2 separate regions of the Mus musculus genome follow, and region 2 is linked to region 1. The links are chromatin contacts, called in public Hi-C maps. All regions are on one chromosome and are shown on one strand. The core of a region is the stretch at or near the end of the contact, and the rest is flanking DNA. Distances in the headings are between cores, read along the strand shown.

Region 1 (5,259 bases), core at 936-3,435:
AAATCTTGAATTAGTAGAAGCTAGTGTTCTGTTAGCACATTGAAAAAGCAATGACTAACAAACACTCTGACTAAAGCTAGCCCAAGATAATTAAGTCCTTTCGTCTGGGATTATCTTTAGCTTACAACTGGGTTTTTCTTTTATTCTTCTGTCTTGTTTGTTTGTTTGTTTGTTTACTTGCTTGCTTGCTTGCTTGCTTGCTTGCTTGGAGGGTATTGGTGCTTTGTTGTTGTTTTCTGGGAACCTCGGTTCAAATCTCTCATTACAATCATCAAGATATCTTTCAGAAATAGTTTAAGTAACAAAAAGAAGACATCCTGATTTCTCCTTTTAAGAAATTCAAAAAATGCTCAAAGATTGGAGGAAAAAAGTCAACGAAATGTGTTTGATCTAGATTGCTTTAGAAAAACTTTTCTGAATGTGACCAGATTCCCCCTCCCCCATCTTATGAGGCTAGGTGCTACACATTACAGTAGTGTGTCCTTAGGACACTCTCTGCCACTGTTCTGTGAGGCTGCACATTCTATGCTCTACCGCTCATTTTTGTCTTCTGTATCCACTTCTCAGGGTGAGTTTCTAAAGCTATCGTTTGCATCCAACAGCATCCTCCCCTCGTACAACTGGTTCTCACTCTGCCTTTTCAACGTTGAATTTAAACCTTATTCATCAAACCAGGCAACTCATCTGGTCAGGGTTCCAGGAGCAAGAGTTTACTGTTGATCCTTCTTACCAAGTCTCTCTCACATTTCCAAGGATACCACGTTGCCACACTGTGTCCATGGATACCATGATGCCATACTCACCATCCCAAGCCAACATGTGTAAAGGTAACGTCTTCCTGCACTCTTGGATTTGTTATGCATGTCCAGTCTTTGCAGACATCCTGGGTTGAGACACTAGGGTGACCTCTAATTTCCTCTCACAGGCAAGTAGGCATTCTGTTAGAATGACTCAAACATCCAACCATTATCTCTACACTCCAGTCTTCAGTAACAATGCCCAGGCTCTGGTGACTATAAAACAGGAAGCTCCTTAAAGGCTTTCCAGGTCCCCAGATCACTTGCCCTAGCTACCTTGTACTTCCAAACTAACCTCATAACACAACATTGTGCAGCTGTTCCTAGTGTTCTATCACAAGACTCAGCCCCTTTGCTCACCATTTCCAACCTCGTACAACTGATTCTCACTCTGCCTTTTCAACATGGTATTTAAACCTTATTCATCAAACCATCAACTCCTTTTGGGTTATGCTATGTTTTCACTGGTAATTGCTGCTTCTTTTATCCTATTATCAAAACCAGTTTCAGCCATTAAGGACATTTAATATTACTATTACATATGAATATATAAAAATGAATTATGCTTCAAATGCCTTTAACCAATTAACTCAAGCCCCATTTCACTAAACCCTTCCTCAGTCTTTCACAGGGAACTCTAACACATAATGGCACACTTAGAGATCCTTAAAATACCATGATGCTAATATTTTAAAGTTGTCTAAACCATTGCTTCCCTTTTAAGAGAACTTTAATATAGTCAATAAACAAATACACCAAAGTTATAGAAATACAGGCTTGCATCCAAATGTGTACAAACATGTTTTCTGAATATACCAGTGTGCATTTCTGATTTATCACCATTTCTGTCTTTTTAACAGAGATCTACAGCCAACAGGGAAAGCACTAAGTCATGCATAAATACGTTTCCAAGCAAGATCTCACAACGACAACATTAAAAAAAAAAAAAAAAAAAAAGATGTTTGTGCAGGATTCAACTCTACCTTTACCAGTTAAAAACAAAAACAGAAAAGCCCTGTTTTCCCCTTACACCCTGAGAAAAGAAGGAAGAATTGTATGCCTTGGATATTTTTATCATTTTATCAATGAGATTAAATAATACATTCCCAAGTTCACACATCTGAGCACACTAAAACTGGTAAAATTCCATCGACTGGGGGTTGTTAGCTTGCATTTATTATTTTAGGAGCCTGAAAGAATTCTTATATTTACCCACGCCCCTTTCCTCACATAATCTACTTTGATGATAAAAATGAGTTGTCTTTGAAAGCACAATCATGGAAACAGCTTGAAGGAGAAGAAAGGGCTCTGATGTCCAGCTGGGTACCAAGTACTGAGACCAACTATTCAGATGGGGGGGGGGGGAGGGCGCAGAGTAGTGAGAGCCCGCTGCAGAGCCCGCTGCAGAGCCGTGATTGTAGCAGAATGAATGAAAGAGATACTTTGTAAGGTAAGGAGCCAGATGACTGGAGATGCTGATGAATTCTTGCTTCCCAGCATGCCAAGGGCAGCAGCATATCCTTTTTGTTTACCGTCTTGCTAACTCATTTAGTGGCTCCAACGAAAAGGCCAGATCCTGTCTTTAGGGCTTTGGGGGTATTATCTCATTTATCTCACAAGCAGTTCTCTCTAGAAGGCAGGATTGCCACTGCTCGATGAAGGAGATAACGTGTAAAAGATGGGAAGGCCTTGACCAGGGTCATGAGGTTACTAGAGACAAGATATGGAACTGAGTCAGACTCCTGAGTTCAAATCCCTAAATTGTATACTTTTTATCTGCAGGCACGGATTATATTAAATTATGCTTAATTACTATTTATCTTACTTAGTCTAATATGGGCAATAAAAAGCCAGAGGACGCAAGTGGGGCTAGGGACTCCTGCTTAATATGTAAGAATAACTGGTGGCAGTTAGGCTGATCAAAGTATCACCAAGAGGCCTCAGTGGTATAGGTAATATACCATAATAAGCCACTCTAAAGGGTTCATAATGCATATTATTAGTCAAATAGTTTCCCTTCAAAAACAATTGTCAAGCCATCAATAGTATCTGGAAATGTGTCATTAATTGACTAGAGTGTCTTTGAAGAAATAATCAAATTCAAGTGAGGTCATGCTTGTGGGCCCAGGTCCAGTATGGCTGATGGCATCACAGAGCAAATTTGCTCAGGGACAAACAAGCAGAACAACTAATGAAAATGGAAACCAGGATCAGGGTAATGATTCTACCAGTGAGTAACATCAGTGTTTGCCAGAACACCACCAAGATTTGGAGGATGCCCTGGGCAGTGGTGGCCCACGCCTATAATCCCAGCACTTGGGAGGCAGAGGCAGGCAGATTTCTGAGTTCGAGGTCAGCCTGGTCTACAAAGTGAGTTCCAGGATAGCCAGGGCTACACAGAGAAGCCCTGTCTTGAAAAACCAAAAAAAAAAAAAAAAAAATTTGGAGGATGCAGGGGTGGGAGGTGGGGCTTACACATTTTAAAAGAAACACTGGGTCATTTGTGTTCAAAGTGAGGACTTTGATGCATAAGGCACTTTGAATAGCTTTAGGGACATCTATGATACGTAACAATTACAAGTTCAATAGTATTTTATATAAATTGCCAAAAGTCCACCATTATGTTGGCATGGTTCTTTCTACATAAACTACTTCAAAAATATTGATTAAAAATTATGATTGAGCTAGTAAACCTCTGCCACATAATGCAAAGGCAGATGAAAACAGTGTATTATTTACAGATTGGTTTGCTGTAGAACACACATAACATGGAAAATGGACAGACTGAGGAACATTTTTATAGATGCTTCCGAAATGACTTTGTTTCCTTTGTCTGTCTTGAACTTATTTCACACAGAAACCAAGATATATTATGATACTTGAAGAAAACGGCGCTTCTAAGAATTCCATATATCATATTGCGGCACCACAGAAGAGGCTCCATGTAGTCATTTTTATGAGGAATTTGGTTCCAGCCACTTGACAACAAGCATCATAAGCCTTCTGGGAACAGCGCACTGCTCCACATTAGTGTCTAGGCTGAGTGGGAAATGTTTCATCAGAATGCTTTCCAATGGTAAAAAATACCAAGCTCTTACAGAATGCCCCCACTACCATTAAAAATGAATAACGTGGAAAACAGGAGAAATAATGATGCTGTGATCAATATAAACAGTAGATTATAAATACGAGACATATATATGAATGAATAGTTGGCACTAAAGGAAAACAAAACTAAAGATAACTGATTCTAATCCTGGCATAAATTACAGCATGAATCACCATTCAACCTTACCTGGAACAGACTCGTCTTCGTGCTTTAAATTGTTTTATCTGTTGATAAGTGTAGGATGTGTTTGTGGGGGCGTACACGGGACAAGGCATATGCGTGGAGTTTGGAGATAAATTTAGGAAGTTGGTTCTCTCCTTCTTCCTTTACGTGGGTTTGGAGATAGAACTCAGGTTGTCAAGCTAATGCTGCAAAAGTTTTCCTCGCCAAGCCAACTTAGCCACCAGGATACCCTTAAATGCTACCTTTTGATTTAATCACCTTGACTCACAAGATGATTTTGGTAAACTTCCATTAGTCATAAAATAGAAACTTCCATATCCTCATTTTACAATTGAGGACACTGGGGGCTTACTAATAAATGGCTTACCCAGGGCTGTAATCTGTAGCTGGCCAGTTATAACTTGCACTTAAGTCCTAGGCAAACTTAGAATACATCCAACCCTTCCTCATCAGGACAGCCTACCTCCTGCACAAAACTGACTGAGGAGTTTCGGCTAAGATCCAAATAGGCTGCTGAAGAAGGCCCTCTCTCAGAGGGTAAGTCCTCTCACAGAAATACTAAAACTGATCATGGGTGGTCTGAGGATTCCTCTGTGCCCAATTTCTTTTTTTTCCCCTTCCCGCTCAGCTTCCCTCTCTCTCTCCCAGATACAATCCGCCACTGTTCTCATGCTAAATGAGCAGACCTCCCAGGGTTATCAACCAAACAATGCATAGCAAGTTACAATTAAGACTAGGTACATATGCTCTCATAGGGAGGTTGGATGAGGTAACCCAGAGGAAAAGCATCCCACACTCAGGCAAAGGCACCAGAGACAGGCCCCACTCCTACTCTTAGGAGTGCCATAAGTTGACCAAACTAAAGAATTGGATATGCAAAGCACCTGGGTCACACCCATAAAAGCTCCCCGAGTGTCACTTCAGCCTCTGTGAGCTCCTATGAGCTCTGCTTCGTTGATTCTGCGGACCATGTTTTCTTGTGGTGCCCTTGACCCCTCTGGCTCCTACACTCCTTCCTCCCCATCTTCTATGAAGTAGCCCAGCCCTAGAGAGACAAACACGTTATGCACACACTTATACGTGGATATTATCTGTAAAGCAAAGCATAATCGTGCTATACTCCTTAGGGTCAATGTCTTGCCTGGCTTTACTGAGACCTTCTCACAACAA
Region 2 (5,727 bases), core at 3,057-5,556, 66 kb after region 1:
CCTTTACTCTGGCCTTCTCAGACCCTTGGCAAAGAACCAAGGAAAACCATGCTTTGGCACACAGGACTCCTTAAAATAGCAGCAGAAGGGAGATACAACCATACGGGTACAAGTTCATTATGTCATGAAATGACAAATAATTGTTCATTTGATCTCAACACCACAACCTTGGGAGTTTCCATATAGCCTGCTGTAAGTGAACTCAGACATTCGCTCCTGAGAAAAGCCTTAAGTTACTGACAAAAATGATAAAACAGAAGTGACCTGAACCCAACATGGGCTTCAGTTTGTATTTGTGGGCCTGCATGGTGCTTTTATGTTTTTAGATTCACTTTATTTGTATGTCTGAGTGTGTGTGTGTGTGTGTGTGTGTGTGTGTGTGTGTGTGTTATCACACATATGGGATGCCCTCAGATTCCTGAAGAGGGTATTGTATCCCCCAGAACTGTAAAGGACAGCTGTAAGCCACCTCACTTAGGTTCTGGAAACCAAACTCTGGTCCTCTGGAAGAACAAGACAAACTCTTAACCACTGAGCTCTCTCTCCAGCCCCTAATTATTGTTTTTCTATATTCTGGGACACATTTAAAGAAATATGTTTCAAAGACCAGTTCCACACTAGGTAAACAAAATATTTACTAAGATACATACTTAATTTTGGGGGCTGGAGAGATGGTTCAGAGGGTTAGATCACTGGCTGTTTTCTCAGGGGGTCCTCAGTTCAATTCCCAGCACCCACAGGGCTGCTCACAATTATCTATAATGGGAACTGATGCCCCCCTCTGCTGTGCAGGCATGGATGCTGGATTAAAGATAGATAGATAGATAGATAGATAGATAGATAGATAGATGATAGATAGAGATAACCTAATCTCATTTTTAAAAGAATGACAGGAGTTTAAGTACAGAATAGTTCTACCATATCTCAAAAAGAGAGACAGACAAAATATTTCCAACATCAACAAGTTTCTATTTTCATTCCTATATAACAACTAAAAGCATAATTTCCAATAAATAAATAGATAGATAGATAGATAGATAGATAGATAGATAGATAAATCTTCCACTCAAAAGTAGAAACACACCATGTCCATTTAAAGCTGACATGGAGGAACATGCCAGAGTCTGAGGCAAGATTTCAAGGACAAGGGAAGCCAGGGCTGCACAGGGCGAACTTATCTGAACAACACTAATGTACCTTCCGAGAACATTTGCTTTAGGGCATGTCAGTTACACACACACTCACACATGCCCACACAGACACACATTGGCACACATATTCTCTCTCTCTCTCTCTCCCCCTCTCTCTCTCTCACACACATAAAGAGAGAGAGAGCTAGAGAGAGAGTTTACAATCATCTAATAGAAAGTAGTCGCCTAGCTTTGACTTTCCCTAACGCCCTCAGCTCTGTGAGTGAGAAGCACTAATGTGGCTTTCTTAATCTTTGAGCCAGACAATACTCACAAGCCTTGGTTCTTCAGTAGGGAGTCAATGTGTGTTGTTATACAGCAAAATATAAAGCTATTTTCATTTTCTTTAAACATATCCCCTGCCCTGACCTCACAACAATGAGTTCATTATTTATGGTTCATCAGGTTTAAAATCCCTGATTTTTTTCCAACACTCATCCTTTCTTAATTGTGCCATCCCTACTATTCAGACTGTTTTCCCATCCATATTTACAAATACACACTGAATAGAGGAAGCACCGCACAAATTAATTGTATTTGGAAGCAAATGAAGAGATGCTCTGGAAGAACAATGAAAATCAAAACCCTTTTCAAAGATATCTTACATATTAGTCAATGCCTGTAATCGTTGTAATTATGTAAATTTAACCCTCTAAGGCTCCACAATGGTGTCTCCTGTTAGTATTCATGCTTAAGAACTCCCTCAAAACAGGGTCTTTTAAAGCAATTAACCCTATCTGGATGACAGCCTAGAGAAATCATGTTCTGTCAGTCTGAGATCCAGCGCAAAGAGCTTAAGGTAGCTCACAGAGTACTCCAAATCACAACTACAACATGACCTAAGCGCGAGCCCTAACACTATACAGACGGAACCATACTTCCACACAATCAGATTCTAAATGAAGTCTCCTTGGTCTGCCCACAGCTACTGTGCCTAGTTAATCATTGAGCATTAAAGATAAGGAGAACTAACATGTAAACGGACTAACCCTATCCTTCCATAAAGCAATAACCACAGGAGGAAGTAACACCCCCCCTCCCCCGAGACAGGTACTCTAAGAAGAATTTGTATAAAAACTGATAGTAACACACAACCTAAAATCCTCAAATTCCCGGGACTTACACAGAGACAATCTGAAAGTACTCCCAGTAAAATATGCTGAATAAATTTTTAAATATATACTTAATTCTGAAATTTAACACCAGTAAAATGATGGTTTAAGTTCCAAAAATATCAACCTAATAAACCTATCCCATCTCTCCTTCCCCCTCTAACCTGTTTTAAGCATCTCTCCCATTGAACCTGAGAACGAGCAAGACCAGGAGAGTCAATATAGAGAAGGGAGAGCCCTCATGACTTACCAATTAGAGACACCTCCTAGTAATCAGAATTGGCTGTATATTGGCTTTGCATATATTAGCATGATCCAAGAATGGAAGGCAGAGCTGTGCAGTCCTTCGTTACCCAGATTATTCCTTGTACAATAGAACCCTGGCAGCTACACACTGACTTGGTTTACCGCTTCATAACTTCCAGCCATTTAATTGCAGTGCACAGACATAGCAGAGTGTCTGAGGCAGAGTTCTTCTTATATAAAAATGTATATGTGTGTGCCTGTGTGCACACGTGCATGCACACACACACAAATACACAGTGCTGACTTTCTTCTTCTCGACAAAAATAAAGCTTTAGTGAAAACCTATAACTTTGAATAAATTGATAAGTAGAAAAATTAAGAAAAAAAACCCACATGCTTAGATTTGAGCATCTGAGACCTTCAGTTTTGTTAAGATTCTAGCCAAAAAAAAAAAAAAAAAAAATCCCCACTGATCTAAAATTTGTACATGGCCTACTAAATACTTCTCATAAATTATATCATGACAGCATGTTATTTCTGGGCGCTGAAAATATTGCTGCACTCAATAACATATAATTTTCTTTCTTTAAAAGTTGAGAACAAACCCTGAACTCATACATGCCAAACTCGACCAGCACCCGGCCAGACACTCTGGAGCCCCATGTAGCCAACCTACGTGGCAACATTCCCTCAGCTCAGTGATAAGCCTGCGAAGTGGCCCTGCACAAGGTTGCATGCACTGTCAACACTACAAAGTTAGGCTGTGACAACCATCACATAGTGCGCTCTACACATGGAGACAATGCACCTTTGTGAGGGTGGCAGTCAATATTAGATTTTTTTTTTCATTTGTTGAATTGAATAAACACCCAGGAGTCTGGCACTTACTTCTAAATTCTGCGACTGTAATTACAAACACATGTGCACGTCACAGACCTCCAGATGCACTTAAAGTGATTACCTTATTGAAGATGGCTGCTTCTCCAGAAGCTACTAGAAATTGCCACTAGCCACTCCGAATGCAATCAGTTTCCATGTGTAAGCATATTCATCAAAAAAAACTTACACACTTGAAGAGGTCTCTTAGATACCTATATATCAATTTTTCAGTTTATCTCAGGAGAAAATTGCATCCCGGGTTTTCTAAGCAGATGCCTCTTGACAACTGCAAAATTAGACATCTGAGGTGGCAAGGCTTAAAACAGGCTAAAGGTACCATGTGCGGCCACTTTCTTTTCAAAGTGGCTCCATCAAACCTATTTTTCTCACGTCACCCTGTGTCCTGCTGAGATGGCTTCCCCACTTTTCTCTTAAAACCACTGTCTTTACTAAAGACTGTGTGACTGTCAAGTTGTCACTTTACAGAAGATGACTGCTGGTCACAACACTCTCAAATCTGTCCCCATTCAAGTTGCTGCTTTTCAATGTAGACACAAGTAGGAGACTTGTTCACAACTCTCTTTCTTGTCTAAAAACATTACTGGCACTGTTGGTATTCTGTCTGGACTCCACCCCCACAGTTCCCTGGCAGCAGCCAGGTAGGCCTGGCCCACTATTAAAGAGACTGCTTGCCCCCTCCTTACTCTCTTAATCTTGCCTCTCTCTCTCTCTCTCTTGCCCTCTCCATTCCCTTTTACCCTCTCTTCAAGTGGTCATGGTCAGCTTCTACTTCTCTACTCTCCTTCTCTTTGCTTTTCTCTGCCTCTACTACCCTCTTAACTCTGTTGCCCATCCCCTGAATAAACTCTGTTCTATACTATACCATCTGTGGCTGGTCCCTCAGGGGGAAGGGATGCCTCAGCATGGGCCCGCTGTGATACCCCCTTCTCCCACATCTCACCACACCCCCATAGAACATATTCTTATACCTCTTTATCTTTTTATAATCACAACAGGCACAGCCAGGGGTTCGCTGCTATGTATCCCCAAGGCCTCAAGACTATGTATGACCCAAGCCATATTCCTATACTCCGACAAAAATACCCACAGCAGAGGAAAAGCCCAGGGAGATGATTAGGTGAGCCAACATCTGCTGGCTTTTATTTCTGGCACTTTTGACGTTTCACATTAGGAAGACCACTGTAAATAAAAAACAAACCTGGCTAAAAATCCTTAGCAGATTAAAGCCTAAATAATTCCAAACCTTTTGGGGGTAATATAATTCCTACTTTTCGTTAGGTTTGGGAGGTACAAAAATAAAACTGGACTGAGGTAGGCTGGATAGAAAGAAAAAAAAATTGGGAAATGTGACAAGAAAAAGGAGTCTCTCACTTTGGAATGTGGCTGAAGTTTCTCACCATATAGTGCCGTTGGTCAAGGGCCTGTCTAATGTTCAAGAGGCTCTGGTTTTAGCCCCTAGTGTCTGCAATCCCAGTACTTGAGACAGAGACAGAGGGATCAGAAATCCAAGGCTATCCTCTGCCACACTCAGTTTGAGACTAACCTGGGCTCTATGAGATACTGTCTCAAAAATGAACAAGCATTCAAAATAAAACCCCAGCAGGACAAACAGCACTCACTGTGAGGTTTGCCCACATAGCGACAGTATTCCTTTTATGTAGACGTATTTTTCAAATAAGAAGGTGAAAACAGCAACAAACCATGCTTAAGGCCTGACTGAACAGGACCTTCAACTGGGGCGACTTTTCCTAGGTGGGAATTGTAATTTCCTAGGAATCTCCTAAAAATGGCTATAGGCTTTGTTTCTGCTAAATACAAATCTTGGCTCCCCCATGCAACTCTTGTGAGCCAGGCCTTTTCACCTTTTCAGCTATAATCCTAACCAATACACTTACCTAGGGAACCACCCTATGATCCTACTTAAGTCCCTCAGTAAGCCTTTCATGTGTAACTTCAGAAGCCACCAAAATCACACACACCCAGCTATGGTAAGACGATCACAGGGATCTCGGCTTTGAACGGCCCCCACCCATGCTTGGGCACATAATACCCTTTTCCTCAGGACTTCCCTTTCTATTAACCTCAAGCTTAAATAGATGCTTTAGTAAGCTCCATCCAGCTGCACTTTACACTGCCTCATCACGAAACTCTTTCTAGGGTGAAGTCTGAGAATTCCAGCTTCACATGGATGGAGGTCTCTGAAAAGAACTCATGCGACATGAGACATACGTGCCTCTATTTCTCTGCTGTCTGTTGCTGACAGGACCTCTTCTCTATTA

What was found. Hi-C and Micro-C count contacts between places; a contact is called where the count stands out from the background.
Region 2: a Hi-C map of the N1E-115 cell line shows a contact between it and region 1, with 1.9 times the contacts expected there. The contact joins two enhancer-like sites. A contact is called at or near these places in 2 of 484 Hi-C or Micro-C datasets (the N1E-115 cell line and nephron progenitors) and 1 of 9 other capture datasets (pancreatic islet).

The regions. Positions count from the first base shown.
Region 1 is chr10:105,465,291-105,470,549 of GRCm38.p6, forward strand. The region is part of intron 1 of Tmtc2 (transmembrane and tetratricopeptide repeat containing 2); the gene reads right to left. Among named protein-coding and RNA genes, the nearest start is that of Gm46241, 11 kb to the left of the region's middle. Within about 2 kb of position 2,186, at least 3 of the 459 cell types and tissues checked have an H3K27ac peak or open chromatin away from gene starts, as enhancers often do. A contact at or near this core is called in the N1E-115 cell line, where this site is marked.
Region 2 is chr10:105,529,590-105,535,316 of GRCm38.p6, forward strand. The region is part of intron 1 of Tmtc2 (transmembrane and tetratricopeptide repeat containing 2); the gene reads right to left. Among named protein-coding and RNA genes, the nearest start is that of Tmtc2, 42 kb to the right of the region's middle. Within about 2 kb of position 4,307, at least 9 of the 459 cell types and tissues checked have an H3K27ac peak or open chromatin away from gene starts, as enhancers often do. A contact at or near this core is called in the N1E-115 cell line, where this site is marked.